Linked DNA regions of Zea mays: region 2 is linked to region 1. The links are chromatin contacts, called in public Hi-C maps. All regions are on one chromosome and are shown on one strand. The core of a region is the stretch at or near the end of the contact, and the rest is flanking DNA. Distances in the headings are between cores, read along the strand shown. Region 1 holds the start of LOC100283264 (cePP protein). Region 2 holds the start of LOC100194158.

Region 1 (4,796 bases), core at 975-3,474:
AGGGGGGGAGGGGAGCAGTTGTCGAAGCCTACAAGAAGTGGTGTGAGGTACAAAGACTCAAGCGCAAGTCCCCATCCCCCAAGTCCAAACCCTACGCGCCGCCTACGACCTACCCCACGCCCCCACACCCCCTACGCCAGCGCATCCTGCTCTCGCAGACTGCCACCACTCGTCCCCACCGGCCACCATCTTTCTGCTGCTTGACGCTTCTCTTACTGCTACTTCTCTGTGTGGATCTGTCGCACTGTTTTAAATGTCCGGCTAAGGGCCTTAGCGGCGAGCTTTTGGATAAGCTATAAAGGCTATAGCTGCAAGCTAATCCATTTAGCGGGTTTTTTAAAAACATGACATAACTTTATAGATAAATTAAATGTTTAATATTTGAACCTTACAATTCAAACTAGTAGTTCAAATGTTCAATAATAAATCAACATACATGCAAATTCAACGTTTAACGACACATGTAAAAGACATTTAACCACTACCTACAAACATTAAGTTAAAGGGTCTGCCCACATTTTGTTTTTGGGGCTCAATGTTTCAAAGGTTCGAACAGTAAAAAAAGATTGTGTGTTTAACAGCTAAATCGAGCTAATGTTGTGTATTTAGCGAGCTAAATAAGGCTATTAGTGGCTAATTTTGGTTAACGCTAAATGGTGCATCTCTTAGCTCCAGACCTCCTGAAAGTCTATAGCCGGCTAAATAGCCGCTATTAGCCGGCTATTTAACTGATTCTGCCGTGGAGCCTGGGCTCCGCCCCGCCGCCACTCGCCCTCACTATCCACCGCCGCCCGTCGCACCCCACTGGCAATCGCAACCTGCCAATACCAGCGTCCAGGCTAATGCTGCACCCCACCGGTAGTCTCACAGATCCTTGCAGTTGCAGCCTGTAGCTCCTTTGCAAATTACAGCGTATTTGCAGTTTGCTGTGCAGTTTGGTTGATCACTTCTAAATTTTGCAGTTGCAGCCTGCAGCTCCTTTGCAAATTACAGCGTATTTGCAGTTTGCTGTGCAGTTTGGTTGATCACTTCTAAATCTGATTTTTAAAATCTTGTCGGTTCATTGCCTCCTTCAATGGCACACGCTGGTGAGTGCACTTGTGAAAAATGTGGAATAAAAATTGTGAAACCCGACAGGGACCCAAAACCTACACTAAACCTGGCTGGTGCGGGTGTGGGATTTTACCCGCGGGTGTGGTCGCGGATGATTTTGGACATGTTCCGCACGTGTGGTCGTGTGCAGGTAACTCTCCAATGAACTCTAAAACCCTAAACCCTAAATCCTAAACCCGATTCATTGCCATTTCTAACTAGGGCACATAACTCTGGTAAATGAACCCACCAAAACTAGATTTAAAATTAAATTACTCTCTAAATATTAAGAATTGTTGGAGACCAATTTTTTCTTCTAATAGCTATTTGGCAACTTACTAAACAAAATGTTAGAGCATCTCCAATAGTTATATAAATTTAGCACCCTAAATTATAAATTTAAGAAGTTGCTAAAACATTTTAAGGAGTAGAAAAATGCATGTGCTCCAGCAGTTCCTTATTTATCGGTTGCTAATTTTTAAAGTAGTCCACGTCAACAAAAAAATAAGCGAGCATGCTTCTATTTTTAATTGAGTTGTCGGCAGAAATCAATATCACAACTTTCCCTGATGTCTTGAGAGGTCGAAGTTATGAATGAAAGACCAGACGGTCACGATGATGCCGTGAAGACATCACAGGATGTGCTCTGACGATGTCTCGGCATAAGAGGTTGTCTAGCAGTGGCGGCATCAAGATATCTGGGCGCTGGAGATGAATTTATGGTTAACAGGACAATGGGACAGTGCAAAACAGTGGCAAAAGTATGTTTTTTAGATTTAGTGAGTCCCAACAAGGTTGGTAAATGTAGGGATAAAATTGGGTTTCGTAGAAAGTTTGTAAATTTAGGGAACTAATTTACGTAACTGTTGGAGTAGAGTTTTTCTTGAAAACTTGTTAAATTTATATTTAGGGACTTGTTTACATAACTATTGGAGATGGTCTAACTATTGGAGATGGTCTTAGATAGCTTTATTTTAGAGAAGAGTTGCTCAAACGGTGGAAAGCGAACTTCAGATGATGGGAGGACGTAACACACTATAGGGGTGTTATGGGCCCCAACTTTATAGGCGAATGGGCCAAGCCCATTTTCAAACTTTCTATTTCAGTCCACGGGTCAGATGGGCACAACACAAGAAGACTATGGGCTTCTAGCAATTCACGTGGTTGAAGACGTCTTGTCCCGTTCCAGAACACTCGCGCTCTCGCACGACGGCACGAGCGCGCTACTGCCATAGTGCCATGGCGAGCGGCGGCGGTGCTGCGGCGCGGATGGACCCGGAGGTAGCAACAGAGCTGGTGCGGAAGGGTGCCACCCTCCTCCTCCTCGATGTCCCCCAGCGCACCCTCTTCGGAATCGATACCCAGGTCAGTGGGATTTGGCCGCCAACGACCCGGTTTCGTAGCGAGCTGTTTTGGTGCGTGCGTCAAATAATGTGACGGCTTTTCATCTCTGCCTGCTTCTTGTTCTTCAACAGATGTTCTCTGTTGGACCCAAGTTCAAAGGGATGAAGATGGTGCCACCGGGAGCCCATTTCGTCTACTACTGCTCCCCAAACAGGTATCGTATTCGGCTATCCGCTAGCTTCAAGTTCCGATTCTTGCAACATTTCAACTATAACTATTGGGAAATAATTTAGATGATAGAATGCCAGCTAATTTTCAGTACATGATTCCGTTCAGTTTTTTGAATCAGTTACTGCCAGTTGTGCAACATATCCATTGTTCTAGTTTGTCAGTTAGATGTGTTTTACAGAATTAAGCCAACAGCTTGCTTAGAGTTTGAGTTTCTTTTTAATTGTCATGAATAAGTTACTGTAATGCTACTCTTACCATGGACATCGAGTGGTCACAGTCTTCTACTTTGGAAGTGCCTTTGCTGTATATGACACAAAATCTCAGAATGCTAATCGAACACTTCCTGCAATCATGGACCGCAACAACATGTGTATAGAGTAGTGTTAGATAAGCAGCAGTTTGCTGCTGCTTTCCTCTTCTCTTGATTGCTTTCATCTAGCCTTGTAAAATTCTTAAAACTGTTTGGCGCTGTGTGATATAGTGGTTCAATGTGTGTGAGTGCTCCATTTGGTTTACTTCCATTTGCAATGTGTTCTAATGATCCCTATCTGTAATGCCATGCCTTCATTTATTAGAGAATGATATAGTGCGCTGACAATTTGTCCAAAATCTGAACACTTTTAGGCATGGGAATGAGTTTGCACCTACTGTCGGGTTCTTTCTTACTACACACCAATCTGAGGTACTTCGTCCTATTGGCCTGAAACATGTGTATTGACTGCAGAGAGGTTATTGCACCTATTATTCTTTATAGAATTAAAGTGCATGCTATTCTTTTAGTTATTGACAGTTCATCACCTGTATGCTAAGGAAATTTGTCTTGTTTATATATTTGGGATGAACTGTTGACTTGATCAATAAATCTAGCAGGTTATGACTAATGTTTCTTTTATTATAGTTCGGTAGGAGGTTGAGATAGTGAATCATAAAGTAATATGCTATGCTTTATATTTATCTTAATATTCCATTTTTGTACTTTAATTTTCATGTATTTCTTTTATTTTCATTTACTAAACAGAAAAGGATGTATTGTCTATAGTATTTTGTATCTAGTTAATCCATTTGAAGCAATGTGTAGCGCCTTCTTCTGTTTTGGTATATAATTATTCTATCATGCCCATTTACGAACTATATTCGCTTCACAATTTAGATGCTTTTTATTCTCTTCTTCCCTTATTTATTTTATTGTGTCCTAAACATTTGTGCATAACACCCAAACATACCATCAACTCAGCTTTCCAGCCAAATTAGTTGAATAGGAGGGAATTCATGCCACTTTCTCTTCTGGATTTGTCAATTTGCAAATTCTTAACCTATGTCCCTGTTCAAATTTTCCTTTTGATAGGGACAAGAGGAAGTGCAAATTTTCCTTCTACAACATGAATGCAAAAAAATATATAAATATGAAACTGATATATAAAAAATGCACTTGAAAGTGTGGTGTAATAATAGGATCTAGAAGGGAAAAAAGAATCAAATTTAAAAGTGACAAAATCCATTCCATGCTGAAGATTCAAGTGGATAAATGTTTCTTTTTTGCCAGGAAAAAGGTATCAACTAATGCCACTTAACTATATTTTTTACATATATACACATCTTCTATTTGGTATTTTGTAGGTGATTGTTCGAAAGTGGGATGTGCAAGAGGAACGATTAATCAAATTATCAGAAGAAGAGGTACTATATTGAATACTATTTGAATCTTTTGTCATTGCTGGACTTTCTGCTTTATGCTGTCATGTTCAATTGCTAGTAGCAAATTTGAGGTTACGATAATGGATTATTAAACCAAACCAGCTGTACTGGCAGGGTGAGCTGTATTGCATTGATTCTTGCATGAATCATTATTCATGCTCTACTACAATTATTCTTGTTTTATTTTTCAACTTTTTTGCATAGTAAATTACACTATATTGTACTGAATTTAGGTGACAATTACCGCTATATGTTAGTGTGGCAGCTTCAAATTCTTATATTTTGTCTTTGCTTCATGCACAGTAACCATTTTGCCCCTACAAATTCAACCATATAATGCTAACTTATGTTGCTAATAAGGCACCAGATGGATGGACTCAACTGGAATAATGTGACATACTGACAACAATAACATAGTAGATGAAATGTGATTA
Region 2 (4,796 bases), core at 918-3,417, 350 kb before region 1:
CCCTCACTCGGCGGCTGAACTGTGATTCTGAAAGTGTTTCTCGCGTGTACCGAGTGACAGGGGTGCTCCTCTATTTAACCTCTCGCAGAGGGAAGCTGAAGGAGAAAGGTCGTCGAGTCACGCCAAGAGTCGGCCAGCTCTAGCCGAGTTATGCCATGAGTCGGCCAGCTCTCGCCGAGTCACGTCATGAGTCGGCAGCTGAAGGAGAAGGGTCACTCGGCTGGCTGACGAAGAGACAGGGTCACTCGGCTGACGTACGCGGTTAGTGAGTGCTAAAAATTAACACAACCACGCCACGCCACGCCGGCGGCGCGCGCGCGCGTGGCACGCCTTTGTCCATTTCTTGACTTCTCAAGTTAAGTGGAATAAATCCCACCATATAAGTCAAGGCAAAAGACTCTTGGACTTTCAATGTGGTACTATTGGTATTCTCCACCATTACACACCATAGAGTTTATTTAATAAATGGGCCAAGCCCATAAAAGATCCAACAGAAACTGCATGCCCTGTCTGAAATCGTTTTAACGAGGACGGTGGCCACCTTTTGTTTTCAAATGCAAAAAATGATCTTGTTTTCAAATGCAAAAAATGATCGAACAATCCTTGCAGTCTTAGTGAGGTGCATATTCAGGGACTCAGGTTATCAATCTCATCCTAAACATGGACCTGAAGTTGAAACACATAGTACACTGATCTTAATGTGGCAATGTTGGATGCCAAAGAATGAAAGAATGGCTTCAGATATGTGCAACTCGGTTGCTTACCATCAGATGGCTCTGGAAAAGATTTAGAACCAGGGCATGGCGAGAAGGCTAAGGAAAGCCCTTTGCATGCAGAGGCTCTAGCAGCGTCTAAAGAGCCGGGAGAGAGTAGAACATCTGGAGATGCCCCAAATTATTGTGGAGACACATCCTTCAAACCTCGGTGATGCGCTCAAGACACACGGGTGGGATATGAATCTTTTGTGGGGTTGTTGTGTTGAGGCAAAATTAGAGTTCTAACTAATGATGTATGATTTTTTTTCAGGCTGTTTAGTTTCAGTTTGTAGCAGCTGTTGTAAACCATTGACAGTGGATTATACAAATATTTGTTCTTGACTCCGCTTACCACTTCGTCTTTATCATTGATACCCTCAACTAGCCATCTTCCAATGCCTAATATTTCTAGCACGCAATGCGTCATGTAAGACTATTTCCTGTAGCTTATTCATCTCCATCGTTATATTTAAACTATATTTGATAAATAGTACAATTTACAGAGCAAAACAGTGTTTTTGCACGCTCATATAGGTAACCTATTAGAGACGGCCTAAGAGGATCACAAAATGTCATTTGGATACAAGGGCGAAGAATGGAGGAATTTTACTATATTTGAAATTCATGATCATGAACCAACTGACTATATGCAGAGTTAGTAGTTTGCATTTTTTATGGTGAACTCTTAGTTTGCAATTTTGATGGTGAGCTCTTCCTATTATTCTATGAAATGTGTAGCAAGGAAAAATATATAGATAAATAAAAACCTCAAAGCATTCATTTATTAGTTGGCTAGCTCAGCTGCCCTTAAGACCATATGCAGCAATATATCCATAGTTTAATCAAAATCATTGTTTTGTACTGTTCACAAAGTTGAGATATAGAACTCAACTCATAAAAAACAACTCCAACAATACACTATTTTATACATTTTTTTGTCAAAAATATAGGACACTCCATCAAGTGACCCAAACATACTACCTCCTACACTAATGCACTATCTTTATTTTCTACATCATTCTCAAATTTTTTCCTAATAATGTGATTCACTTCCAAAAATACATGATTTAGGGCTCAATTATGGATCACAATTTGGTTTTAGTGCCTTAAATATTTTAAATAGTGTAGTATTTTAATTTTAAGGCATTATTTTAAGTCATCTGGTTAGAGATGCTCTCATCAATAAACGACAAAATCCACATACTCGAATTTAGGGAGTGTTTTAATGTACTAGATTTAATAGTTACTTGACTAAAAATTTGCTAGTGAAATTATCCACCTAACAAATAGCTAGCTTATTATTAATTAATTTACTAAAAATAATTAATAGCTGAATTATTTGATAGGGTGTTTGATTGTCTCTAGATTTTAGCCACTATTAACTATAGTACATTCGGTCTTAATGTTTTTGATACAAAACGGTTTTACAAATTTGACTGTGCTGAGCGACAGCGACGGAGGAAGCCAAGCCGGCAGACGTCTGCTTCTCTTTTGTTCGTTTTTACCCTCGCTTCGCGTCGCGTCTTCCTTCTCCCTCCTCCGCATCCGGCTGCTGCCCCTGAGCCTGCCCCCACCCCCTCGGCGCCCCCGCCGGAGCGCCGCCTCTACCCTTCGATCCCGGTACGTCCTCTCCCCGAACCTCACCGCTCCGCCAGATCCGGCCGCAGCGGAAGGATCCGATCGGGAAACACGCGGATCACGCGCACAGACTGTCAGAAAGTTCATTTCTCATGTCGCTTCCGCTGCCGCCCGACTGCGCAGGTTCCACGATGCAGCCGCCGATGGGGAGCGAGAGGAGGACGCCGCCCGGCCGCCCTGTTTCAGCCTTCGTGCCGGGCGCCGCTGTCCCGCCTCCACCGTTTGCCGCCGGTGGCCCGTTCGCTCCGCCGCCGCGGCAGGGAGTGCCGCCTCCTCAGTCTGGTGCTGCGGCGCCTGCTTTCGGGGCTGCACCACCCGCCGCAATGGGGGGTGGGTTCAGGGGTCCACCGCCGTCGCAGGGCCCCTACGGTGCGGGCACACTGCCCCACGGCCCTTTTGCTTCCGCGCCACCGCCTCAGGGCTCTTTCACCTCCGCGCCACCGTCTCAGGGCTCCTTTGCCTCCGCTCCACCGTCCCAGAGTCCCTTTACTTCCCCTCCACCGTCTCAGGGCCCCTTCGCTGCTGGACCACCGCCTACGGGCCCTTTTGCTGCTACACCAGCACCTTTTCGCCCTCCACCGTCATCCCTTGCGCAGCCACAATCTCCCACGGGAGGCGCTTTGCCTGCACCACCAACATATGCGAGGCCGCCACCGCCACTACAGTCACAAGGGTATTACCCTGGTGCACCACCTGCGAACCCTCAATACTCAATGTCAAGGCCAGCATTTCAACAACCAATGCAGAATATGCCACCTCCTCCAATGGGACCAGCTACCACATTTGGTAATCAGGCAGCTTATCCAAGTGCCGGGCCTCCAGTCGGAGGCACACTTCAGAGCTTAGTGGAGGACTTCCAGTCACTGTCACTGAGCTCTACGCCTGGGTCACTTGACCCTGGTGTTGATGTAAAAGGGCTGCCAAGGCCATTGGATGGTGACGAGGAACCAGTTAAGCTTATGGAGGCATACCCATTGAATTGCCACCCGAGGTACTTCCGTCTGACAACCCATGCGATTCCGGCATCTCAGTCATTGGTCTCCAGGTGGCATTTGCCTCTTGGAGCTGTGGTGCACCCACTTGCAGAATCACCTGATGGGGTAATGAGCTATTAAGGTATTTATTTGTTTATGTTTTCATGTGAATGGTCCCTTTTCTTGATACGTTTCTTTCCCATTACTCAGGATGAAGTCCCAGTTATCAACTTTGGGTCTGCCGGTGTCATTCGCTGTCGAAGATGCAGGACGTATATAAATCCTTATGCGACATTTGCAGATGCTGGAAGGAAATGGCGCTGCAATCTTTGCGCGTTGCTCAATGACGGTAACCATAATTATCCCAAACTTCATCTCAACTAGCAGTGAATGGCTGAAAAAGACCATGCTGGTACACTAATGACTAGTCATGTCCGATTACCATTGATTTTGACCAGCTGTCATATCATTTTCTAAAAGAAGTAACTATATATGCCTTTTCTGTGGTACAACTGTGGGGTAGATAAAGATTAGACTGAAATTGATGGGGCCACAGAAAATACGATCTAGCAGATATAAAACCAGAACACGGAAGGGGATTAGAGCTGGACCAAAAAATATGGCAGGAATTTTGTCTCTTTAATATTAGGTATATATAGCTTTCACTACTTTGAATGACACAGTTTGGATGCAGAAACCACTAAGGGACTTTTTTTTTCAACTTCTTTCTATGTTCTTGATGTGATGTGATTACTCTAGCATATCATACTAATACATGCCTTTGATTCACATAGTTTTCCCCGCCTTCTCAAAATATAATTCCTGTATGTTACCTTCTTTTTGATCACCTATTACCTCCTTGCTGACCTACATATAATCATTAATTTTCTATCATGTTTCCAATGTGATTAAATAGGCGTTGCTTGGTTATTTCTTTCTCTCTTCCTCTTTCATCCTTCTTAGTTCTTTTGCCTACTCTGATGAACCCTATTGTTTTACAATGGGGAGTAGCACTTGCTAAGAGGGAATATTATGATGTAGGACTGTTTACACAAAAAAATGTAGTGTAGAATTAGCAGGTGAAATGTTCTGGCCAAGTGTCCATGCTATAGAGGTTGTGTCTTATTTTTAAAAGCACCATCCATAGCCAAAGAAGTGACACTTTTTTCACCTGAAACATGTGGCAGTGAATAGGGTACTTGTCTTTTTTTTTTGAAAAAAAATATATTTGTAATCGCCTTTTTAATTGCTACTATTCAGATGGTAACAGCAGTCGGGCATTAATACATGCTATTGAAAAATTTCTAGTGATAAAGAAAAGCGGAAACCATTTAGGATTTCTAGTAAAATTAAGGTCTGTATCCTTTTTCTGGATGGAGGTAGTACTCCATATTACCTATCATATATTTTAGGATGTATTTTGAGACCA

Evidence for each region. A called contact is a pair of places that touch in the nucleus more often than the background predicts.
Region 2: a Hi-C map of ear shows a contact between it and region 1, with 2.2 times the contacts expected there. The contact joins the promoter of LOC100194158 here to the promoter of LOC100283264 in region 1. A contact is called at or near these places in 2 of 25 Hi-C or Micro-C datasets (ear and tassel).

Annotation. Positions count from the first base shown.
Region 1 is chr2:113,359,946-113,364,741 of Zm-B73-REFERENCE-NAM-5.0, reverse strand. LOC100283264 (cePP protein) reads left to right here and starts at 2,224. Exons shown (of 13, transcript NM_001412426.1): 1 at 2,224-2,457; 2 at 2,568-2,650; 3 at 3,292-3,349; 4 at 4,285-4,344. The coding sequence starts at 2,332.
Region 2 is chr2:113,711,679-113,716,474 of Zm-B73-REFERENCE-NAM-5.0, reverse strand. LOC100194158 reads left to right here and starts at 2,167. Exons shown (of 13, transcript NM_001359409.1): 1 at 2,167-2,375; 2 at 2,517-3,493; 3 at 3,578-3,716. The coding sequence starts at 2,525.